Regions from separate parts of the Mus musculus genome. Here region 2 is linked to region 1. The links are chromatin contacts, called in public HiChIP or PLAC-seq maps. All regions are on one chromosome and are shown on one strand. Each heading gives the region's core, a stretch centred on a gene start, on an enhancer-like site or on the middle of the called end of the contact. The rest is flanking DNA. Distances are from core to core; before and after follow the strand shown.

What was found. HiChIP or PLAC-seq counts read pairs in DNA pulled down with a chosen protein or histone mark.
Region 2: a contact with region 1 is called in an H3K4me3 HiChIP or PLAC-seq map of the SCID.adh cell line, with 11 read pairs. The contact joins the promoter of Rtp4 here to the enhancer-like site in region 1. A contact is called at or near these places in 2 of 39 promoter capture datasets (both in liver), 1 of 484 Hi-C or Micro-C datasets (liver), 2 of 115 datasets of contacts at active chromatin or transcription factors (the SCID.adh cell line and bone marrow-derived macrophages) and 3 of 9 other capture datasets (adipose tissue, liver and pancreatic islet).

The regions. Positions count from the first base shown.
Region 1 is chr16:23,500,965-23,507,408 of GRCm38.p6, reverse strand. All of the region lies in intron 2 of Masp1 (mannan-binding lectin serine peptidase 1), which reads left to right. Among named protein-coding and RNA genes, the nearest start is that of Masp1, 17 kb to the left of the region's middle. RefSeq lists an enhancer at 53-4,601. Within about 2 kb of position 3,063, at least 32 of the 459 cell types and tissues checked have an H3K27ac peak or open chromatin away from gene starts, as enhancers often do. A contact at or near this core is called in the SCID.adh cell line, where this site is marked.
Region 2 is chr16:23,607,376-23,613,819 of GRCm38.p6, reverse strand. Rtp4 (receptor transporter protein 4) reads right to left here and starts at 3,901. Exons shown (of 2, transcript NM_023386.5): 1 at 3,671-3,901; 2 at 1-939. The coding sequence starts at 3,831. The coding sequence ends at 351.

The sequences.
Region 1 (6,444 bases), core at 1,814-4,313:
TGTTTTGTTTTGTTTTATTTTGTTTTGTTTTGTTTTGTTTTAAATCCAGAATGGGCATAGTGTCTTCCTCCAGAGGTGGTCATGGTGTAAGGTGGATAGCAAGGGACTCATCTGGCATCAGCTTCCGCTCTGTGGACATAATCATCCTCATCTATTCTCATCACATCATCCTCGTCTATTCTCATCACCTTGCTGAATCACCCAGGGCTATCTGGGTAATTCCTCCTACGTGTTTTGAAAGTACTGTTTAAAGGCAGGGGGCTGTGTATTGCCATCAACATTTTGGCAGGAGTTTCCAGTCTACTGCCACGTGCAATTCTTCTCATGGAATAGAAAGACATGGGTATTGTTATAACTAGCTTACAAAGAAGGACACTGAGGCACAAACTGAACTTCCCAAGTCCCTCTAGAAAAGCCAAGTCTCGGTGCCTGGTCTTTGCATGCATAAGATGTGGTTCTGTTTCCCTCTCAGGTCGGTTCTAGTCTGGAAAGGGCCTAGGTCTGTCTCTTGGCCGTGTATTTCTAAGGCAACAGTTTACCTGTTATGGTATTCTAGTGAAATTTATAAAATGGCATCGAGGGATTTGGGGGCTCCTGTTTTGTCCAGATTCTGTTAAATAACTTTCTCTTTTATCCTGACCTTGACAGGACAATCCTTTTAAGAGACAATAAGGAATGAATTCTGTGGTACAAAGGCTAGGAGGTGCTCAGCTGATAGGTTTGTGGTGCATATGCATCCCAGATCATTCCTACTAGACTGCCAGCCCCAGGAGTTCAAGATTGTGTCTCTGTTTTCACTAGTAGCAGGCAGTGTCCTGGGTAGGACAGAAAAAGGCACAAGCCTCCAGGCAGCTGTGCCTAGGAAAGAACACTATCCTAGAGACCACCCACTGGCTCAGGATAAGACCTTGGGCAAGTCACCAGTGCCTTCTGGGTGTAGCTTTCTCAGTAAGGGAAGCATATCCTCTCTGGCTTTGCCATATCCTTACCGTTTCCGAAGCTCTGAGACCCAGTCCGGTGCCTTTTTCCCTAAGTCACATAGGTCAGTCTGCATCCTGCTGCATAATTAAGATAGAAGTTCTCTGACCTCGACTGCTGATTTCATTACAGCTCTCTGTTTACTTAAAATATGCCCATGACCTTCAGGCCGTGCTGACCCCAGCGACTTCGGTGGCTCTGCTCATTCTCTGAGAGCGGACAGGAGGCCGTAGCCTCAGAAGGAAATGAAAAATGGATGAAGGAAGGTTTCTCTTGAGTGATAATTGTAGTCTGGGCATGATTCTTCCCACTGGGGTGCTGGGCCCCAAACACCAATGCCTGCTAACAGAAGAGAACTGGGAAGTGAAAATGAGCTGCAGAAAGTGTGACCAGATCTTATTTTAAGCAGGAAATGCAAACAGCACAGGCTCTGGGTGGTGAGAAGAAACAGAAGGAAGAGCCTCAGGCTTGATCCAGGAAAGCAAGCGAAGGTGGATGGACCCGTGTGAGATAGATGCTTTCTCTGGGGCACGGTGGACAGGGTGCACATCCATGTTCTTGTGTGTCCACAGGAAACTGCCTGTTGAAAAGGTAGAACTTAAACTTTCCTTAGAGCAGAAGAGAAAAAGCGGGAAAAGGTGTTCAATCAGGGAATGCTGTGCAGCTACAATTTTAAGGTACTGGGTCAAGACTCCTGTATTTTACCTATTGAGTAATGAGCAGATGAGCAAAGAAACAAAATAGAGGCAGAATAGGGGTAGTGTGGAAATATGGCAGGCAGGGAAGACTCGTTACGAAGGGACTATTTGAGCAAAGATAAGAAAGATCTTAGTCTTGTGTTTCCTGGAGAGAAAGCATCCCACGAAGAGGGAACAGACAGCACAAAGACCCAGGAAGGGAAATGTGTGCTGTGTATGAAGAAGGAGTTAGAAATGGGGCATGGAAAGAAGGTACAGATAAGACCAGGGAGGAAGGCAAGGGAATAGGGCCCCTGCAAGATGCTGTGGGGGGATGAGACCAGAGAGGAAGGCAAGGGAATAGGGCCCCTGCACAAAGCTGTGGGGGATGAGAGTACTTGGACAGCTGCTTCTACACCTGATTCTCCTTTGCCCTGACTCTTGGAGAACAATATTAACATCCAGATTGTATATTCTGGAAATCTGAGGCCTAGGGACAAGGATATGTGTGTGCATTTGTAAATGAAGGAAAGCAGCAGGCATGGGAGGGAGGGAAAAGAGATGGATCTTGGCACATCATTCCCCTTTTGAATACAAAAGACATGAAGACCCCAGAAACAATGGTGGAACAATGTGAAAATAAGTGGGAAATGATGAGTTTTCATAGAATTTATTTATTTATAATATGGTTTGCTTAATTGTCATTTTGGGGGAACTTAACAATTAAAGATGGTTGTGTGACTGCTTAACAATTTGAGCACAATTCTAGAGAAGCTGACAGTTGGCTCTTGTAAGCTAATAGGCTTTTCCGGATTTACAGCACAACATGGCAGAATTAAAGTAGCAAGAATAAGTGACAATGCCCGTGGATCTGCATTTCCAGTCCCCATGAAGGATTCCTATGTAAGGGTTGGAGGGAATAAACAGAATTGGTTGGGATAGGGTTCCGAGCTGTGGCAGTGAACACAATGGCTCATACATTCCTGCACACTGTTAGGGATGTTACTCAAAGCGCGGTTGATCCCTGCCTCCCCCAGTCCAGACAGGGACTTACCTTGAGCCTTGCAGCCTGTGCTATCAAACACAACCATCCTTTGTTTTATCCCATCCCCAAGCTATTTTCCTACACTGAGCTGTGGGGCCCCAGACTCCCTACACTAAAGGGATTTGCATATGAATGAGCAAGCAGCCCCCAATCCTGGAAGAGGTGGGATGCAGGATTCTGAGCCTGTTCACAAGCTAGAGGGATTGTAAATCCATCCTGGTTCTCCTCCCCAGCTACAGTACCAGAAGCCTCCTTGCTGCCCCACTGCAGCCTCCTCTAGCTTAGATGTGGGGCTCTGCTGGCTCCCACCTGCGGGATGCCTAGATGCCATTTCCCAGGCTCTGGGCCAGGCCCCTCCCCTGCTGGTCCTTTCTTCTCTCCTTGCACATGCTGATCTCTTTAGTTCCCCATCCTTCCTGGCACCAGTAGCAGCTACAGACTCTCAGGACCTAGGAGCTCTTTCTCAGGCCCCCTCATTCTTTATGGTGTCTGCCCTTTACACAGAGACAGGACCTTCTTGTGGTATTGTCAAGCTCCGTTAAAAGGTTTTACTGTGGTTAGCTGAAAAAAAGAAAGTAAGATAAGACCACTATCCTGGGGAGAGCAGTACACCTGGGCCATTATGATATAACTTAAAACCAGACTCAGTTTCCCCACCTAGGAAATAAAAAGTGTTCACTTCAACTATCTTTTTCAACTCAGCATTGATGTAATTGCCTGGATCTAGTTATTTGACCAGAGTTGGAAGTCAAGACATGTAAATTTTATCAGGTTTCCTACATAGGCAGTGTAGCCTTTGCAGAATTCATATGACCTCTCTCCCCTTGAAACTGTGATGTCTCTGTGAGTTGCACTCATTCCATGCTCATGATTAAAAACAAGTAAACCAGAGCTTTAAAAATGTTGCACAGGAATAAAGATGAGTCATCGTCTTATTTATTTGTTTTTATTTAGAAAGCTGTTAATTTGTTGAGAAAATGTTGTCTCACTCTGTAGCTCTCTCATCCTGGAACTCACCATATGACGCCTGGCCTGGAATTCACAGAGATCTGCCTTCATGAGCAGCCATTCCTGGCTGTTGATCACATGGTGTAGGCCAGGACTAACGCACTGAAACCCTCACCCCACCCCAGCACAGCTATCTGAAGTCAACTGAAATCTTCCATCTTCTGGCTCTTTGATTTCACGGGGCTGGCTTTCAAGAGCCTTTTAAAGATTGCTCAGTGCCAGTGCACTCCGTTCTCTCTTGGGTTCTTGTCTGGTGTCTGGTACACTTAATTTGCTTCCACCCATGCTCTTTAACTGGAATGTGAAGCCACTTGCTAGAGTAGCAAGACAGGAGCATCATCCACTGGCCTGGCCCCTGCAGATGAATGTGGTTCCCTTCTTATCAAATGTCCCATTATACTTTTGTGTCCATTTGGATTCATATATACTCGGCCTATGAAGGGAAATACATTAAATATTTGTCATTCATGTCTGGCTTATTAGGTCAATGAATCTTTAAGCCCAAGTTTCCTTTTAAGTCTAAAAGCAAAGAAGAATTACTGTAGTTTGACACTAATTCCTTCTACTTTGTACTCTCATTATGCATAGTCAGTGTATGTATGTATGTATGTATGCAACCAAGGTATAAGACCAAGGAATAACTTTGTAAATGTGATCTCCAATATTCTGATCAGTCTTGGAAGGTTCCAAGTTTCTTATTTCCTCTGATGCTTCTGTAGAGGTGATCATTTTTTTATGGTTAAGGGTCTAGACAAGGCTAAAGATAACTTTAAGATGACTTGGGTGACTTTAAGACTCCAAGAATCTATTCAATTATCATACTCGAGATGTCCACTCCCAAATGTCAGACTTATCATTGTCCCCAAACACTCCTTTAACAGCCTTGTCCCCACAAGTTCTCTTTCACTGTGTAATAAACCACTCCAGCTGCTCATAAATAGCATCATTCCATCTGTTCAAAATTCTGTGGTCAGGAATTTGAGTGGAATGGTCCTTCCCTGGACTAGCTTAGAGTCAGAGGTTCACTGAAGTTCAAATGTACAAAATGATCTCACATACCCACGTGGTGGTTAAATGATGAGTGTCAACTAGATGTTCTAGAAGTCTCATGTAGAAGAGGCATCTCTACCCTACATCACTTTGATGCTTCAAAGGGCCTCCTTAGGCTTCTTCTCGTGGTAACTTCAGAGTAGGATCACACATGTAAAAAGAGTTGATTATTAACAAACAAACATATTATGCTGAGCAGTGGTGGTATATACCTTTAATCCCAGTACATGGAGGCAGAGGCAGGTGAGTCTTTGGAAGTTCAAGGCCAGGCTGGTTTACAGAGTGAGATCCAGGACAGCCAGGGCTACACAGAGAAGAAACTTTGTCTCAAAGAATAAAAACTAACCAAACAAACAAAAAAAACCAAAAACAAAAACAAACAAAAAAAAAAAGACTAACATTAAAAGAATAGCGTGCAGGCTATACTCAGAAACATGACTCCCTTCTAAGGACTACAGCAATGGGGGTTTCCTTGCTAAAAATTTCCTAAGAATATTTCCAGGTCTTTGCAAATTCTCTATTAGTGTGACACCAAATAGGCTCCCTAATGTTTACTAAGTTCACAGGAATTTCACTCTTGTTTCTAGTTCTAGTATTAGAGTCTGCACCCTGCTCCAAATATAGCCCAGGCAGATAGGAATTCACAGGGTGAAAAAAAACAATTAGCTGTAAACATCAGGGTTAGTAGGTATTGTGGCTAATCTGAGTTAATAAACTGTTTGTTGAAGACAGGTCTGGGTGCTGAAACATCACCGGAGAGCAGTGGAGGCTAAGAAAACACATCAGGTACCTAGGAGCATGGACCAAGGAGTCCTTTCCAAACTGCCTTAGCAGGGCTCCTTGCTAAACGTAGATTTTGCACACATGGGCTTAACAGAAACCTCGGGAGCTTTACTAAAGCTGTGACAAGCAATCAATAGCTACAAAACTGTGCAGTCTGAGTTTAGATAAGGCATATCCCTTCAAACATGCAATGTCCTTTTGTCAGCACAAGTCACCAGCTCAGTCCAGGAGCAGCAAAGTCAGGAGACAGAAGGCTCTGCATACAGGAATAGAAGAGCCAGTTGCAGGTACAATATATCACAGTCTCAGAACAAAATCACTCATGCCTTTTCCAAGCACTGAACACATTTCAAACCCTGTTGCCTAAGTGCATTGTGAGATCAGGCTCAAAGTTCAGGGTCCTGTGATCTAAACTGTGTCTATGTACAGATGCTCGCTCACAGTAGGGGCTTCTGTGCAGCTACTCTTTGCCATAGATCTCTGAACCTATGGGGAAAGTTACTTGGCTCACAATGCCCAGTGTCTGGTTCTCCTTGTGGTGTAAGACTAAAATGAACACGGCAAAACCCTCACTGAAGTGGGAAAAATAGAAATAGCACAGCAATCAGCTCTGTGTTGTCTGCTCAAGAACTTAGGGACGTTCCCTGGAGAGAGCCCGCCCTATGCTCTCTGTGGCTCTGGATGATCACCTGGGTTCTGCTTCTGGCTTCATAACTTCACCTTGAGAGACATCCTTTCCTTCTCCCAAGACAGAGCTCAAGTTAGCAGCCAGGAGCTCTCAACACACTTGAACCCAAGATTTCATCTCATTTCTCGTCATCTGTCTCATCATTTCTAGTTGAAGCTGGCACACCCCCCTTGATGGTTTCTTTTGAGCCTTCTAGATGTGAGAATATAGTTCTT
Region 2 (6,444 bases), core at 2,652-5,151, 110 kb before region 1:
TTTCTCAGGGGGCACCTTGGCAGGGGCCCTGCAGGTATTCCCTTACTCCGGCCGCCGCTTTGTATCTCATAGCACAGGTGACTGTTAGTTATAATCAAGATTTATTTAATCAACATAGCTTGAGAACAATACGTGAGCAAGCTAGTGCAGACAGTTCAGCAACTCAATACAAATCTGTTATTGGGTCCATTATGTGTGGGCCATGGTTTAGGCTATTTTCAGAGCATGTCCAGGAAAGCAGATTTATTTTATATACTCGACCTTACTTGATTCTATATGAATTCACTGTCCTATTGAAATGACATCTATTTCATTGATCACCAAGGTATTAAAACAAGACGATAAACCTATTATCTAGTGAAAAGACTAAAAAGGGCAAATGCAGCAATAGACAAAAACAGAAATAGTGGTGGCTCTATTTCACGTTGGGGGGGCTCTCTGCATCCCTGAAAAGTTCTATTCCCAAAATCCTGAAAAGTTTTATTCCCAAAATCCGTATTCCGGGTCTGAGGCGGAGGAGGGCAGCTCTTTGATGGGGAGGAACTCTTTGGTAATGGAGATGGAGATCTGGGTGGTTTTACTTTGTGTGCAAGGGCACATCTTCCATGAGAGTTTAGACTGCATGCCTCACAATTGCGTGTGTCGTGGGGCCCATCCAAAGTCACCTTCTCACCCAAAGATGCATTCGAGGTCAATGCTATCTTCCTGTGTCCATAGTATCTCTGCAGAATATAATTAACTAGGTTATTCAGAATTCTTTTGATGATCTCTGTGGAGAACTTGGGAGTCTCAAATTGACATCCAAAACACTTCTGGCACTTCTGACCAAAGATCCTCATGCGTGCCTGGCCCTGCGATTTCAAAGTGTCCGGGTACATGTGGCACAAGATCATCACCTGAGCAGAGGTCCAACTTCTGCAGCATCTGGAACACTGGAACCTATAGACAGAAGAAAGAAATCCTCTGTGTCCTTGGCTGGCCGCAGACCTGACAGGAAATGGTCAGCTAAGGGATTTAAGAATCCCCTTCAGTGTAGAGAACTTCACATGGTTTTGAGTGACATGGTCACAGATAAACAGGAGCAAGAGGCAATCTCTTTTAGATATTTTCCTGTTACTGAGTCTGCCTCTTTGATAGGAAAAGACCTACTACATAACATCACCTCTAATGAGCAACATGACTAACATGGGAAAAACTTATGGCTGAGGCTTCATAAGGGATAAAACACAGTTTGAGGTAGGGCAAGGGTGGGCAGGTACCCTTGAAAAGGGAAAAATGAACTGAGGGTTCTAGGAGCCCTAGAAAAGTCACTAGGGTTCTGGAAAACGAGGGTTTAACTTCCCAGGCTAGCCATCTTTAAACTCCTGACAAGGGGAGGTCACCTGAAGGTGGTTTAAGACTACAGAAGAGGTAGCCAATAGGAAAGGGCTACTGCTCAGACACTCCAGGACCTGGGTTTTAGCCTTCTCCTTTTTATTCACAAGCTTTCTGTAAAGTGGCTGCCTGATCTTAGTCAATTTTTAGGAACTAGTGCTGAGCAGGGCTCAGGCCAGGAGAGTTGCTGCAGCCTGGATGGGGCTAGTCAGGAATAGCCTGGAAGGACTCCCTTGAAATTCAATTTTTCTTCTTCTTCTTCTTTTTTTTTTTTTTTTTTTTTTTTTTTTTTTGTTCTTCAATTCTAGTTCCCTACAGGACATACGCTGGGAGTGGGAAAGGCCTTCTGTAGAAGCTCTGGCCCCTGAGTCATAAGTTCGTATCTCCTGAGAATGTCAAATCTCAAAGATCCCACAACTAAATCTAAGCCTTAAAATAGCACTAAAAGCCCATTAAGGCCAAACTCCTTTGGGTCAAGAGAATAGAATTTATTGCCTGGGTGGATTTTTAACTTTCTAATTGGACTGGCTATGCACCTGACCAATTGACCACCCCTCAGGAAGGAGGGACAGCCCCTCCAAAGACGTTTGCCTTAAGCAATGCTAGAAAGATAGGTGAAATTCCCTTTAAACCATTTTGTACTTTTCCTTCCCAGGACTCCTGCTCCTTATTGCAGGCTCTTATGTGACCCAGCATGGCAACTCTCTTTGCCTGGCTCTAGAAGTCTGATGACTTTTCATCAGGTTACTTCTCTGCCCATGAAATGAGCCAATTCAAGCCAGATTAGATTATATTAAAGGCAGGTTTATTGCGAAGCTGCTCTTGGGCAAGTTCACTGGCCCCAAGGACCAAGGTTAGGAAAGTTGGCATGGGGAGAGGGGAGGGGGAAGAGAAAGGGTGTGTCAGCAGAGAGGGGGGTGGGAGAGAGGAGGGAAGGTGATGGAGGGAGGGAAGGAGGGGGAAGAAGGGAGGAAGAAGAGGAGGAGGAGGAGGAGGAAGAGGAGGAGAGACCAAAATGTCTGGATTATATTGGGAGGAGCCTCTGGAGGAAGGGAGCCCAGCCCCTGCGATAGAAAGTTCAGGGTTAGGAGCTAGGTATGCCAGGTAGGGACTGAGGGATGCTGGGAGAACCTGGAGGCCAGGTCTGTTTTCGCGCACCTCAGTCCCACATCCCTGAGTCTGAAACCAAACGCTCAGAAAAAGCGTAACCTCTGCTCTAAGCATGTTTTCCTCCATGACACCCGCCTTCTCTACTCGTCCTGTCTCTGCTGTGTGGCTGTCTAGCACCACACAGCTCCACAGAAACTGAAATCCTAGGGTATTGCCCACTCTGGGGCTTTTCTTTTAAACTCTAATAAACTGCCCTCAAACTTCCATCTGAGTCCCCATTCTAAAATCCTTTTAGCGAGGAGATTAAGGACCCAAAGAAGGAACCTGCTTTCCCTGGTATCATCTGCAATTACAGTCAAGTATGCCAACATTTCTGATAACATGCAGATCTTGTCTCATCCTTTCCATGAATTATAACACTGTTAGATGGGAGGCAGAGACAGACTATGAACAGTGGCATCCCCAAATTGTAGATAAATCCATTTTTCCATTTTAAGAGTTTTATTATGTTTTCTCTTGATAAGAGGGCTGAGCAGCTGGATACAATGCCACGTCTTTTTTTGGCTGGGGATCCAGCAACAGAGAGCAGGAGGGAAGACTTTGTAGGAACTTGGAGTCATTCTTCAAGGACTCCTGAAATGCTTTTGTAAGGAGACCTGGCAGGGCAAGCAGTTTTTAAGTTAAACAAGATGGAGCACGCCTTTACTCTCAGTCCTCAGGAGGCAGAGGCTGGTGGATCTCTGAGTTCGACAGCCTGGTCCACAGAGTGAGTTTCAGGACAGGCAGGGCCACACAGAGAAACCTGTCTCAGAAAAAGAAAGAGAGAGAGAGAGAGAGAGGGGGGGGGGAAGGGGGAAGGAAAGAAAGAGAGAGAGAGAGATAGAGAGAAAGAAAGAAAGAAAGAAAGAAAGAAAGAAAGAAAGAAAGAAAGAAAGAAAGAAAGAAAGAAAGAAAGAAAGAAAGAAAGAAAGAAAGAAAGAAAGAAAGAAAGAAAGAAAGAAAACCAGCATGGGGACATGGAGTACAAGCGACCCTAACCATCTTAGCCTAGTGATCACAAAAGACTGGGAAAATCTAGTTAGCCACACCTGTTCTTTCTAACAAGTATTAGAGGCTGCATCAGCACAGTTAAGCCTCTGCACGTAGTGGGGTCTTTAAGGGGACCAGCTGCCCAGACTCCACTCACCTGCCAAGCACTGTCTGCTGGTGCTGCCTCCATCCCAGGGCTGCACCATCTGGTACAATGTTCTTATCCAAATGCAGGCTCCACTTGGCCCCGGGCTTCTCCTCCTGCATCAGTTCTTGAAATGTCTGCTCCCAAGTACTGAAGTCATCGGGGAACAGCATTCTCAGAGGTGTGGAAGCTGAGGCCCCGGGTTACTCAGCAGCTCACTGTCTTCCTCAAATCTGGGAGAGAGGAAACAAAGAACAGTTTCAGTTTCCCGGTTCTTTCAGTTTCCATTTCCCGGTCTGTCTTTAAGTTTCGGTTTCCAAGGTGCACAGAAACCTTAGGGCAGCAAATCGCCGCTGCCACTGTGTTAAAGGGCCGTGCTGAAACTGCGGAGTTCTGGTTTGCATTCTAGCGGCTCCTGTGTGGGAAGCTTTTCATTTTGTTTTCTTATAATTTTTACTGTAAACAACGCACCAGTGTGGGGATTGAAATAAAGGAGTGCTTAGTGACTGAGAAAAGGCGCCTGCCCCAGTAGATGCTGGTGGCCCGGAGATCTCAGAACTGTAAGAGGTTGTGTTCCTAATCACCTAGTGACCCTGAAAAAAATCCGCACTGCAAATGTTCCTGGTGTTAAAACAGCACAACAAAATAAATATGAGTATTTTCTTTGAGACACTGAAAAACTTGTATTTTTTTTGTGTTTGCAGCAAATAATTCAACTCCTTTCATCTCCTGCACCTTGGATGCAAATATATTAACATCTTCCCACCTAGTAAAACCTTTTATGCAAAGGCCCTGCTACATTCTGGGACCCTTAAGAGAGTTAAGTGGCTGACCCCATTCTGACTTCCTTTCTTCCTTCCCAAAGGTTCTTTTCACACCAGCTATTCCTTTTTTTTTAATTAATTAATTTATTTATTTTATTACATCCCAAATTCTGCCCCCCTCCCGGTCTTCCTCCCGTCCCAGAGTTCCTCCCACATTCTCCCTCCCCTTCTGAGAAGGAACCTCTGTTTCCCCCACCCACCTTGGTGCATCAAGTCTCTGCAGGATTAGATATATCCTCTCCCACTGAAATCAGACATGGTAGCCCTCTCCTACATATGTGGGGGGGGGGCGCTCCGACCAGCCTCTTTGGTTTACACTAGCTAATCTTTAAACTGTGATGTCAGACCCCAACCAATAGGAAGAAAGACACCATCTCCAACCACATGGAGGCTTCCTGTCCTGGTGTGTTCCCACTCCTGAGAAAACCCTCTTGACCAGGAGTAAGTTTGCCTTGTTCAGACACTAAAATGTGAGTCCTAGTCTCTTTTCTTGTCACACTGAAATTCTTTCTAACTCTGGTATCTTACAAGTGAGCCCACACATCAAGAGCTGGCAAACCTTGTAGCAAAGTTACAGGCAAGTAAGCAGAGGTCAAATTCGAACCTGGGTCTCTATGATTTCAACACCTGCTGTGTCTGCATCCACCTCACTGCCTGGAGAGAAGCCAAGGACACTTGTTATGGGGTGGCACAGGGTGCCAGAGCTAGGGAGACAGTAGTAAAACCTCGACCTGGCAGCCTGCGCTAGGAATTCCCCTACTGCCTGGGGAACTGTCTAAGAGACCAGGCTAAACAGAGGATTATTCCTGTGAGAGACATTTCAGAGAGACAGGCACAGTGACCCCATTGTCACAGGTGTTCTGCAGATTGTCCGAGTTAGGAGCTGCTACAAGGAGCTGTTTGTGGGCGAAATGCAAAGCTCATAAGCCCCAGCAGTAATTATAGACTCTTGAAAGCAAGCAAGAAACCAGATCTGGACTACAGTAACTAACTTCCAGTGTGTGTGCTCCGTGGTCATCTACCAAATCTTACCATTTTTTTTTCTTGGATCCTGTTTGTCTTTGGTTTTGTGAGCATAGGAAAGCTGCTATGGCTTACAAGCCTGGTGAGAACCATTTTTGGAAGTCAGCCAAGCTGCCTCTGCAGATAGCAAAGGTGGAAAGGTCCAGACTGTGGACTTCTTTCTTTGACATTTAGAAAGAGGACTACTGATGCTTTTAAAGCCTTGGGTTTGCATATCAAGTTCTACTTCCATATGTAAATTACCCAGCAGGCAACACTGGAGCCCAGGTGGGAAGCATCCCTACAGAAAGAATGCAAATACTTGCTGTCTGAGGGTCAGGGACTGAACTAGAACTTTAAAGGCAATTCCAGACAGGAACCTTGGTTCCTCTGAAGTTTAGTCAAATGGAAAGCATATGACAAGCAGGACACTTGATCCTTAGAATCCCGTTACTTCTTCCATCTTGGAAACAGAATCTGCCTATCTTCCAGAGCCTTAATGATGTGGCTTCTTTTCGGGGCCAGACCTGGATGTTCTATTCTGTAACTCTCTCCTTCCTAACATCTAGACAGAAAACATAGGGAAATCTGGGAACTTGGAATTAGATACATTCTTAAGAATTGGTTTGTTCTATTTTGTTCTTTTAGTTTTAAGATTTTAAGTTTTTTGGGTTTTTTTTTATTAGATATTTTCTTTATTTACATTTCAAATGCTATCCCGAGAGTTCCTTATACCCTCCCCCTGCCCTGCTCCCCTACCCACCCACTCCCACTTCTTGGCCCTGGTGTACCCCTGTACTGGAGCATATAAAGTTTGCAAGACCTAGGGGCCTCTCTTCTCAATGATGGCCGACTAGGCCATCTTCTGCTACATATGCAGTTAGGATTTTAAGTTTTTAATCATGCTTTTATTAATGGTTTGTGAGAACTTTCATAGAACGGACTTTAATCACATTCATT